4 separate regions of the Mus musculus genome follow, and regions 1, 2 and 3 are each linked to region 4. A link is a contact called in public Hi-C and promoter capture Hi-C data. All regions are on one chromosome and are shown on one strand. The core of a region is the stretch at or near the end of the contact, and the rest is flanking DNA. Distances in the headings are between cores, read along the strand shown.

What was found. A called contact is a pair of places that touch in the nucleus more often than the background predicts. Capture Hi-C pulls out chosen DNA fragments and counts their contacts.
Region 1: a Hi-C map of B cells shows a contact between it and region 4, with 5 read pairs. The contact joins the promoter of Fam71e1 here to the promoter of Syngr4 in region 4. A contact is called at or near these places in 4 of 39 promoter capture datasets (cranial neural crest, liver and pre-B cells) and 1 of 484 Hi-C or Micro-C datasets (B cells).
Region 2: a promoter capture Hi-C map of pancreatic islet shows a contact between it and region 4. The contact joins the promoter of Kcnc3 here to the promoter of Syngr4 in region 4. A contact is called at or near these places in 2 of 39 promoter capture datasets (liver and pre-B cells) and 1 of 9 other capture datasets (pancreatic islet).
Region 3: a contact with region 4 is called in a promoter capture Hi-C map of liver, with 4 times the contacts expected there. The contact joins the promoter of Fuz here to the promoter of Syngr4 in region 4. A contact is called at or near these places in 2 of 39 promoter capture datasets (liver and pre-B cells), 1 of 115 datasets of contacts at active chromatin or transcription factors (thymic regulatory T cells) and 3 of 9 other capture datasets (adipose tissue, liver and pancreatic islet).

What each region holds. Positions count from the first base shown.
Region 1 is chr7:44,495,249-44,497,948 of GRCm38.p6, reverse strand. It overlaps Fam71e1 (family with sequence similarity 71, member E1), which reads right to left and starts at 1,354. Exons shown (of 5, transcript NM_028169.2): 1 at 1,219-1,354; 2 at 916-1,034; 3 at 316-446. The coding sequence starts at 1,261. It overlaps Emc10 (ER membrane protein complex subunit 10), which reads left to right and starts at 1,531. Exons shown (of 7, transcript NM_197991.3): 1 at 1,531-1,693. The coding sequence starts at 1,580.
Region 2 is chr7:44,589,500-44,592,199 of GRCm38.p6, reverse strand. Kcnc3 (potassium voltage gated channel, Shaw-related subfamily, member 3) reads right to left here and starts at 1,314. Exons shown (of 4, transcript NM_008422.2): 1 at 442-1,314. The coding sequence starts at 1,314.
Region 3 is chr7:44,894,660-44,897,359 of GRCm38.p6, reverse strand. Fuz (fuzzy planar cell polarity protein) reads right to left here and starts at 1,281. Exons shown (of 11, transcript NM_027376.3): 1 at 998-1,281; 2 at 692-813; 3 at 361-445; 4 at 31-99. The coding sequence starts at 1,108.
Region 4 is chr7:45,895,352-45,898,051 of GRCm38.p6, reverse strand. It overlaps Syngr4 (synaptogyrin 4), which reads left to right and starts at 1,341. Exons shown (of 5, transcript NM_021482.2): 1 at 1,341-1,444; 2 at 2,161-2,361. The coding sequence starts at 2,269. Tmem143 (transmembrane protein 143) reads right to left here and starts at 983. Exons shown (of 8, transcript NM_144801.2): 1 at 951-983; 2 at 386-617. The coding sequence starts at 973.

The sequences.
Region 1 (2,700 bases), core at 105-2,604, 1.4 Mb after region 4:
TTTCACAAGTTTTCAGGAAGAGGGGCAGAGTGGACAGTGGACTGTGGGACCCTGGGCCGTGGGCCCAGTCTTTGAGCTTTACTTTATCTCTCTGGGACAGAGTACCTGGAAAGCAGAAAGCACTGTGTAAACAGCCACCATCCTGACCCTGTGATGCCACTGAGGGCTGTCCTCCCTCATCTCGCCTGACTTCTGACCTCTGTGAAGTGCCCTGCCATTTTTCTTAGTGAAGAGGTTTGGTGGTGATCTTGGTCCCTGGGTGGCAAAATGGCGGCAGGGAGGTTGGAGGAAGTTGGGACTTAGAGGGGCAGTCACCCGAGGAGCTGCAGGTGTCCATTCTCCTTGTCAGGGCCGGCCAGCAGCAGCAGGTCTGGCAGCTCCAGGGCAGGACTAGAGGCTGCCACCCCCATGGTGACCTTGTTGGCGACTTCTCCAAACCGGGTCACCTGGGGCCAAAGGTTAAGAGGATCGATAGATGGAGAACAGAACTCAACAGGAATCTGATTGGGTCTTGGGGATCTTGACAGAGTGAAAGGTCATGAACTAGGGGAGATGAACAGTAGGTTAGGGATTGGGAATGTGGCTCAGAATATAAGCACACATGCCTAGAATCCCCCGGTGCAGGGCTAGGGTGTGACTAAGGGGTAGAGCTCCTGCTGAATAACGAGTGAAGCCCAGAGTACCAGCCATATTACCTCTAAAAAGGAAAAAAAAAAAAAAAAAAAGGCTTGTGGGCCAAAGATTTTAGGATTAAAGGACAAGAACCATATGTGTACAGTCAAGGAAACTGAGACAAAGGCTTCTGAAGACACAAAAAGCCCAGCGGGCTCAGAGGTGATGTGGATCACTTGGAAAGAACGACAAATGATGGGGGAGATCCGTACATCAACGGGTCGGAGGTCCGGGGCTCCACACCTGCACGAAGTTGCTTTCAAAGATGGGAAAGTCGCGCAGCTGGTCGAACTCGCCGCTCAGGAGGTGGCGTTGGAGGCGCCCAGGGCGGCACGGGGCGTAGGCTGGAGCCAGGGGGCGGTCTGCAGGGGCGAAGCGCGAGCATCCATCCCAGGATGCCAGGTACATGAACTCTGACCGAGGGCGCATGCGGGGCAGCGGCCTCCGCATTGCTGGTCCCATACCTTCCCCGGCTCCCTCTCTAGGGCCAACCCCTCCAGGCAGAAGTCCTTTTGTCACCTTCCATCCCCTCAGAACTGGTCTCACCTGCTCCGCCCCGAGCGGCCTTAAGATCTCGACCGCCCTTCATCGCCACGCCCCGGCCCTGGGGAGGAACGCCGAGTGAAGCCTGGGACAGACAGATAAAGGGTGGGGCCTAGAGCTTGTGACTTTACAATAGGGTGCCCGGCGTTCCGTGACGTCAACGACGTCACTTCTCTCCCAGGTGGTGTCACCGGGAACGTGAGCCCTAGAGACCCGGATGGAGAAATGGCCGCCCTGACTGCGGGAGCAGGCGGACGGGCGCTAGTGCGCAGGCGCGGCGTGCGGCGCAGGCGCGTGAGCCTCAGGATGAACCCTGTGTTTCCTAGCGGGCTGTATGGCTCTCGGTTTTTCTCAACGCTCCCGTATGGTGGCCGCGGGTGCCGGGGTGACCCGGCTGCTAGTGCTCTTGCTGATGGTAGCCGCGGCTCCTAGCAGAGCCCGAGGCAGCGGCTGCCGGGTCGGGGCCTCCGCGCGTGGGGTGAGTGCTAGTGGCCGGGGCGGGGCGGCCTCCTGTGGGCGCTAGATGGACCCCATCATGAATATTCATGAGAGGATGTGGTTTGCTCGGAACCTGAGCTGCGTGGAGTAGTGGTAGCTAGCCTCTCATCTCCGTGCTTGGGAGGCTGAGGCTGGAGGATCAAGGAGTTTGAGGCTAGCTTGGATTGCTTGAGATTGTCTCAAAAATACAAAAATGGGGGTGTGATGGTGCACGCTTTCAATACCCCTATTCGGGAGGCAGAGACAGGTGAATTTCTGAGTTCGAGGCCAGCCTAGGACAAAGGGAGTTCTAGGCCAACCAGGGCTACACAGTGAGACCCTGACTCAATAAGTAATTAATAAAGATATGGCAAGGAAGCAGTGCTCTAGTGCTAGGGTTGGAATCATGTTTCTGAATATGCACGAAGAAGTCAGGTCCTTCAGGAGCCAGAGTGCTGTAGGATGCCTGGCTAGGAGAAGCTTGAAATTAAGACATCTAAGGCTTAGGCCTGGGTGTGGGGTGCAAGGTCACCTTGGGCTACCTAAGGTCCTGTTTCAAAAAAACCCCAAAAATAGGGTGCTGGAGAAATGAGGGCCAAGAGAACTGACTGCTTTTCTGGAGTACCTGGGTTTGCTTTCTGGCACCTACCTAGAGGCTCACGACTGTCTGCTAACTTCAGTTTTTGGGGATTGCACATTCTCTTCTGGCACACCAGGTACCAGGCATGCACACAGGGCACATAGGTACATGCAGCAGATATCCATACACAAAATTAAAAAAAGAAAAATTACAAAGAAATTAAGCTGATGGTGGTGGTGCTCATGTGTAACCCCAAGCGCTCAGCAGACGTAGGCAGGAGGATCATCTCCGGTCTGGATCAGGGAGTGATTTAGTGGGACTCTGCTTCAGAACCGTGGGAAAGAAAGTGTGGATCTAGGATGTGCCAGAGAGAAGTGGGCTTCTTGCCAATGTGAATGGTCAGAGTATTAGCATGTGCAAAGGAAGTG
Region 2 (2,700 bases), core at 65-2,564, 1.3 Mb after region 4:
TGGAGATGGGTGGGACCTGGGACACTGAGGATCGGGAATAAGAAAATGGCTTTGGAGTGTTCAAGGGACAGTGGGAGAAGTTTTGAAGAGGCTGAGGCCATTCTGGGGACCTGCCAAAGGTCTCAGAAGGTGTGTGAGAAAGGTGGGGTAGGACTGTCAGGGAAATCCAGCTAGGAAGCTGTTCCCCAGGATCTATGATGACTAGGAGCAGCAGCGAGTTGGGGTTTAGAAGGTCCCAGGGACGCTTAAGTTTTCGGGAGGTGTCCTTGGAAGGGTGGTCTAAAGAGAGGGGTGTGTTTGCAGGGGTGCAGGGAACTCCAGCTGCAAGGAGGAAGGGCTTCCAGAGAACTGGAGGGCTCAAGAGGAGGAGGGACACTGGGATGGAGTGCTCCGGAAACAGAGCGGTTGGGATAATTAGGAGTGCTCGGAGAGCGCGCTCACCCTGGCAGCCCGCGACGAGTAGGGGTCCTCAAAAAGCGCCCACACACGGGGCTGCCAGCGCCGCCACCAGGTGCCGCCCGCGCCGCCCGCGCCCCCGGCAGGTCCTCCGGCACCTCCGCCCGCGTCCTGAAAACACAGACGCTTGAGCTCGCCGCCTGCCCCGTCCAGGCCGCCGCCTCCTGCGCCCGCCTCGTCGTCCAGTCCCGCATCGTGCGCGCCTCCGGCGTTGGCGTTGGCGTTGGCCGAGGAGTCCGGGGCCTCGAAAGAGTCCAGTGCCTCCTCAGCGTCACGGTGCTGGCGATAGGTCATCCAGCAGCAGGCCTCCACGTCCGTCTCGTCTATGCCCCAGAAGCCCAGCTCCTCCTCGAAGAGCGGCCCGCACACGTCGGCCGGGCAGTGCAGTTTGCCGGTGCGGTAGTAGTTGAGCACGTAGGCGAAGACGCCCGGGTGACGGTCGAAGAAGAACTCGTCCGTGCCCGGGTCGTAGTCAAAGCGCGCGGCCGCCTCGGGCTCGGTCAGCCCGGCCAGTCTGGTCCCTGGCAGGGTGCGCAACGTGGAGCGGTACGTCTCATGGCGCACGCCGCCCACGTTGATCACGATCTTACCGCTGTCGCCGCCGCCGCCGCCGTGCCGCCCCATGGCCACCGCCGGCAGCCCGGGGCATGGCTCGGCACGCCGGCCCCCAGGCCCGCAGGAAAGCGGGGCACCCGCCGGGGAGGCGGCAGTGCCGGGCTGAGAGCACTGCTGCTGCTGCGGCGGCGGCAGAGGCGGCGGTGAGGACTCAGGCGGCTGCGGCGTTGGCACCGGCTGAGGCTGCTGCTTGCCGGTCCCCTGGCGCCCGCGGAACGACCAGACGCACACTGAACTGAGCATTGGACAGGGAGGCGGGGCTGGGAGGGGGCAGGGTCTCGGGGGCGGGGCCCGGGTAGAGAGGCAGACGTGATTGGACAGGAGGAGGCGATGAATGGATGGGAGGGTGTGATTGGGCAGGTGGAGGGAGGGCACGAGCTGATTGGGCTGAGCGACTGGGCGGGGCCACGGCTAGGCAGACTCCGACCCAGCCTAGCTAGAGGAGGTGGGGTTGCACAGAAAGCTCAGGGATTGGATCCTACCTAGGAGAGGGCGGGGCGTCAAGGGGACCCTAAAAATGCCTAACTCAGCAGCACAGCGAAAATGGAGACCTCAGAGCCAGGTATGGGAAAGAGCCAGGTACCGTGAAGGAAGGGGGATCAGGCGTTCAAGGTCATGCTACAAAGTGAGATAGAGGCCAGCCTGGGCTGCATGAGACTCTGCCTCGAAAAAAAAAGGCCTATCAATTCTGGTGGGGGTAGGGGTGAGGAACGGGTTGGGGGGTGGTGGGTGGGGGGAAAGAAGTCACAACAAGAGAAGCTGACAAAAAGAAAACAAATTGCCTAGAGCCCGGGCAGGCGGGACCTGCACTGAAAAGGCAAATGAACGGGAAAGTAGGAGTAATTGGATGCAGCGAGCCCAAGAGATTATTAACAATCCTTATTGGGCCGCGACAATGAGGGGGGAGGGTCTCAACTGGGGTGAGGGCGGTACAAGGGAACTAGAGGTGGAGTTGGAACTTGATTAAATAAAAAAACTCACAGGAGACAGTCGAAGCGGAAGATACTGGGACGCTATGGTAAAGGAAGGAAGGCGAGGCCTGGGAGCCTCTGGATGAAAGCTGGGGAGGGGCGGAGGCTGCAAGTTGTGGAGTTGAGGGAGGTCTTAGGTTCGCTGTCCTCCTGCTTCAACATTAGCATCCCAAGTAGCTGAGATGACAGATGAGCACCACCATGTCCAACTGGATGTTGCAAATTTGGACTTCGTTAGACGGGGTTAGACCTGGGCGAAGAGGATCCGGACGAATGGGAGACACAGGCAGATGGACAGGGTCTATATCTTATATGAAACACCTTCAATAGTCCAGAGGAAGATGCGACTAGTAAGTGGATGGCAAAGTGGGGCGCTAAAAATGAGCATTTAGAGAGCCAGAAGCCTCCAGGCTGGTGGGATGGAGTTCTGGAAATGAGATGCCTGTTAGGGGAAGGACACTCATTGCTGGGCACGGGGCTGGGGGTGGGCTGGAATAGAGAGATTCATTGGTAGAGACCCCGGAGGATGGTCCACTACGTCTTAGGGAAGGGGCAAAAGTTGCCAGCTGGTGGAAGAAAGGGGATGAAGCGTAGACAACAAAGAGTGCAGACAGAAGGGCCAAGAGATGGGTAAAGGAGTGGGGACCAGGCATGCAGG
Region 3 (2,700 bases), core at 32-2,531, 1.0 Mb after region 4:
CCTAACGTCACTCACATCCCACAGCCTCACCCTCAATTCTTTCTTCAGTCTTTCTACATTCCGGATATTGGTCAGCTCCTCAAGTCCCACAATGAGAACCTAGAAGAATCACATAGGACAGCGGGGTCCTTAATAGGATCTAGTCAGAGAGGACAGTATTTGAATGGGTGTTGAGAGGAAGGCCAGGTCTGGATCCCTGTGTATGAAGGTGGAGGTCGGGCTCCTGGACTCCTAGGTATGAGGGAAGAGGGCTGAGGTCTGGATGTCTGGGTGTGAGAAAAAAATGCAGGTCTGGACTAAGGAGAAGAGGCTGGGGGTGCAGCTCTCTTGAGTTTTGGAGAAAAAAGGGCCCAGTCTCACCATGGCCCCAAACACCATGTGGAGCATTCTTTCCAGCCTCAGCTCAGAGGTGCCCTCCTCAGATGACAGAACAATGAGAGTGATACTGTGGGGAGGAAAGAAGAGAAGCAAGAATGAAGTAGAGGTCAGGCCTGGGAAACGGAGCCAAGCGCTTCAGCGTCTCTGGGCTATTCCTATGCTGCTGGCTACATTCTGCTGGGAACGCAGGGATCAGAGAGGGTGAGTAGCTTATCAAAGATTCCCACAGCCAAGTCACCACTGGCAGGACTCTGGGGTCACCTAAGCCAGGAACCACTGCCCAGATCTTGTTCCCTTGCTCCCGCCAAGGGACCTGTCATGGAAGTTCTTCCACACTACGGTTGTGTCTTCCGTTCTTGCAGAGTTCAGTTGCACATCCAGATTCTGGCCGAACATGTGGACTCCATTGAGAGAGCCGATGACAGAGAAAGGAAGCTGAAGAGTGGGGAAGCATTGAGACCTCACTGTCCCACTTTGCCGTCTCCCCACATCCCCCCAAAGTTCTTCAGGAAACCAGGCTTATTAGTCCCCTAAAGGCTCCGAGCCTCTACTCCCTGCACGGTATGCCATCCCAGCTTCCCAAACCCCTTATTTAGACGAAGGAGTCGAATGCCCCCACCTGTTGACGGGAGGGGGCGCCGCCGCTGCTACTCCGACAAAACAGGGGAACCCCGCTAGAGGCTGCGAGGCACAGCAGATGCACCGGGCTTCCCGGCCCCTCATCCCCCATCTGGAAGCCCGCACCCGACAAGTCACCCCCCTGGAGACTCTCGGTGTGGATCTAGGAGCATGCGGGTAGTGAAAGCAAGTCGGCCTGCCGTTTGGAGCCGCCAGAGGGCGAGAAGCCGGATGGCTAAATTCCTGCCTTCATCAACTCAGCCCCTCCAACAGGATTCTTTTTCCGCCCCGGCCGGAAGTCATCATGACCCTAACAAAGATGGCGACAAGTATTGCTTGCCAAGCGTTCAAGTTGTTCCTGGACAGCTTCACATCTTTTGTATAACGAGAATGAAGAATCTAGTTTGAAGATGGTGATGGTGCTAAGGTGTTGCCTACAAACCTTCATGTGTGCTGTAATTACGTGCTAATTTTTTTTTTTTAAACAACTGGTTGAGGATGGGGACAGTGCTAAGGCACTGCCTGGCAACTGCAGCGTGGCCTTTCATTCCATAGTGGGAAATACCCTGCCCCAGTCAAAGATGGCCGTATGCTCAGGCGTTGCCTAGCAACTACCATTCACAATAATTTCTGTTTCAAAACTCCGAACCGCTGTGCCACCGTCTCCCTCTCATTTTTTCAGAATGGTTTGATCCAGGCAGTGTTGCCTAGTAACCACCAAATGAGATGGTTGTTTTTGTTATTAGTGAAAGGCAGAAGAGAACCTTTTCCAAAATCATGAAAACCACGTAATTTCTGTAACGAATTAATGCCAATGATGGTGTATCGTGTCGAAAGGTAAAACACGGAAAACTTTGTTCCATGCAACAATAGAAGTTAGCACCGAGGTAGCAAGACAGATTTTCACAGATATGATCACTGTACTATCACTTCCAAAGCTTTCTTCCAAAGGATGGCTAGGAGCCAGGGAGATGGCTCAGCACATCCCAGGGCTTGCCATGAAGACCTGAGAAGCTTGTAACCCCTGGAATCTTCATGGTAGAATAGAGAGCTCACTCCACAAAGCTGGCCTCTGTACACATGCCATGGCACACGCACTGTAAGAATCAAAATTTATTTTCTAGTTTAAAATAGTATGGCTATTAAAATAGTATGGCTACAGCTTCGTGTCTTTATTTTCTACTTTCTGGGTGAGTTGCAGCCTTTAGGCCTGGTTGGCCTGGAACTCAGGGTAGCTGTTTGGCCTGGAATGGCGAATGCCAGCCACTCTCTTTTTCTTTGCTTTCCTTTCTTTCTCTTTTGCTTGTTGTTGTTTAGTGTATTTTTGAGGTGTGGTCTCATGTAGCCCATGCAGACCTGGGACTTGCCATGTGTCCTTGAAATTCCGATTCCTTTTTCAACATCTCAGTCTCCTTTCTTTCTTCCTTTCTTTTTTCTTTCTTTCTTCCTTTCTTTTTTTTTTCTAGATTTATTTATTTATTTTATATATACGAGTACACTGTAGCTGTACAGATGGTTGTGAGCCATCATGTGGTTGCTGGGATTTGAACTCAGGACCTTTGGGAGACCAGTCAATGCTCTTAACAGCTGAGTCATCTCTCCAGTCCAGTCCAGCCCCCATCTCAGCCCTTCTAATGTCTTTTTATACTCTGTTTGTTTGTTTGTTTGTTTGGTTTTTGAGACAGGGTTTCTCTGTGTAGCCCT
Region 4 (2,700 bases), core at 92-2,591:
ACTTAGCACGGTGCCACGGAATAAAGAGCTCAAGGTGTGATAATAATTATCATTATGGCTTTGCAGATACAAATTTATTATGTACTAGAAAGGAATTATGAGGATGATAGTTACATCTATTTCAAGGGAAAAACTTATGTCCCAGTGTGCCTGTTCAAGGCCCCAGAAGAAGCCCAAGTCCAGAGATCTTTAGGCATCTCATCTTGGAGTTCTTTCTAGCCCCTGCATTCCAACTTTCTCGAACCCACTAGGAACGCCAAAGGGACCAGAAACTACACTCCCAGGAGGGCGCTAGCGCAGACCTCAAAAGCAGGTATAGTGGTGCAGTCGCGAGGTCGGCTGGAAACTGTAGTCTCTAGGTCCTTAGACCACTGATGGGCGGTACCTGTATCAGGAGGCGGAGCAGCTGCTCCTTGGAGAATGGAATGAAGCGCTCGCGGTACTGCTGGGCCCAGTCGCAGGGCTCCTTGGGGTTCCACATCTTGCGGTACACCCCCATCCTGTTCTCCAGGGACGACAGAGCTCGGGGAGTCCCGAGGAGAGCAGGCACCAGGGACCATAGTCGGACCTTGGACCCCCAGGTCACATGCAACATGGCCTGCCCCCTTTCCCAGAGCCTAAACATAAGCAAATGAAGGGGGATGTCAAAGGTCAGTTGGAGGTAGTACCTCCACACACCCCTCCCTTCGGGGACAGTTCCTGGCCAGTCTCCCTCCCTCTAATCCCTTTCCGGTTCCTTCTACACTGCACATTTAGGTTGGCTCCGGAATAGGGTCAGAGGTCGTAGTTTGGAGTATCTTGCAGGCCCAGGGACCCTGAAGCGGTACAAATGGTCTCTGAGAAGCTTAAACAATGAGGTGGAGCTCAGGAGTGTTGAAAAACTAGGAAAAGTTAATAGCGGGTGCTGGGCCGTCCTTCCTGGGCCATGCAATCCCCCACCCTGCCCTCACCTTAACCAACGCGCGACTGTCATTGAGCCTTCTGCGCATGTGCAGTAAGAGGTCCTAGGCCCAGAGGATTGGCTTCAGCAAGCAGTAAGGCGCATGCGCACAGCCTGAGCCGCTTGAAACCATTTAATAGCCTTTATCTCAACTGCGCATGCCTCATCGCTAGTCCTTTTTTTTTTTTTTTTTTTTTTTTTTTTTTAAAGGTAATGCGCACGCGCTGAAGACGTGTGGTCCGCTATTTGGAGCTGGGTCGGGCCCTCGCGCGCGCCCGGCCAACGGCGACCCGCCCAACGTCCGCCGAGACCACGCCCTTTCCATAGTCAGTTCGGATAGGCGGAAAGGAAAGGGGCGGGACTTGGCTGCAGCCAATCATCTGTAGAGGACAGAAAAGGCGGGAAAAAGAGGAACCAAAAAGAGGCTAGAGGTGGCTCCCGGGACCAGGAGAGGAAGCCAGGCAGGCAGAAGAGGAACGCAGGTCCTCGGCCCTCGGAGAAGAGGTGGTTCTCTTCAGCCAGCGTCCCCTTGGGGTCTCAGCACTTCCGCCCCCAGGTCCTTAGAAGGGAAGCCCCTAGTCTAAGGAGGTTGCCATGACTCTCATACCGAGTGGCAGCTGGTTTCTGAGGCTTCAGTCTTAAGACAATATGTCATCCTGAAACAGAGCTGAAGCCTAAGCAAGCCTGGTGTTACGGAAAATGACCCAAGTTAGGGAACACCTCAAATATTGCTGGGCTCTACGTGGTCTTCTATACCTAGGGTAGCTGCATTCCCTCAAGGACCAGTCTACAGTCCCCCTATTGACCCCACTCTGAGGGCCCAGCAGACCTGCCACCCCTTATCACCCTCATCCTGTATTCCCAAAATCTAGGGCCCTCAGAACCCTCTGGCCCCTTATCAGCACCTGAAACCTCCAATAGCCCATCAGCCTACATTTCCAACTTCTGGAACCCCGAAGCAGCCTTCCAGCCGTGCTCCCATTTCCAGAACCTCCCACATACCCTATCATGTCTCATCTCCAGCACCTAAGACCACCCAGCAGTTTCTCACCCCATATTCCTGACAACTGAAAACGGGAGCAGCCAGCCCCTTCAGCCCACCCCCTCTGTTCCTAGGGCTCCTAACAGCCCCTCAGCCTATCCATCCCCACAAAGGAAGGGCCAGTACTCCCCACTCCCAGCACTTTTACTCTGACATTCCCATTCCTCTTTTCTTGCAGTAGCTGAGCCTTGAGGTGGGTCTGAGGCACACAGGAAGTGGTGCCCAGAAAGCAGCACCCAACACCCCTGCCCCTACCTCCCGGGACACCCAAAGAAGAGCAGCCACTATGCACCTCCCTGAAAGCCTCCACGACCTGGCAGACAATGAGACTGTGCGCTTTCTGAGGAGACCAAAGAGCATCTCAAGGATCTTCGGAGGGGTGAGACCCCAGGGGTCAGGACACAGGCGACATCCAGGAAGAGGGCAAGGGGTCAGTGTGGTCAGAGAGGGAGAGAAGCAGACAGGAGCCCAAAACTGAAGCCACCTTTTACTGAGTATCTGGTCACTAGCCACTGTCAGCATCAACCGAGTCATCACAAGAAAGAGCCCCTCAAACCTGGGGCTCCTCAAAGGGCCTCTCAAATCTGTCACACCAGCACATAAAAGACTGAGGTAGGAGGATTGACATAGGTTTGAGGCCAGCCTGGGTTACAGTGTAAGAAAATGGAAAAAGTGAAAAAGAACCCTTTCAAAGGCGAAGAAAAGTAAAGCCACCCCC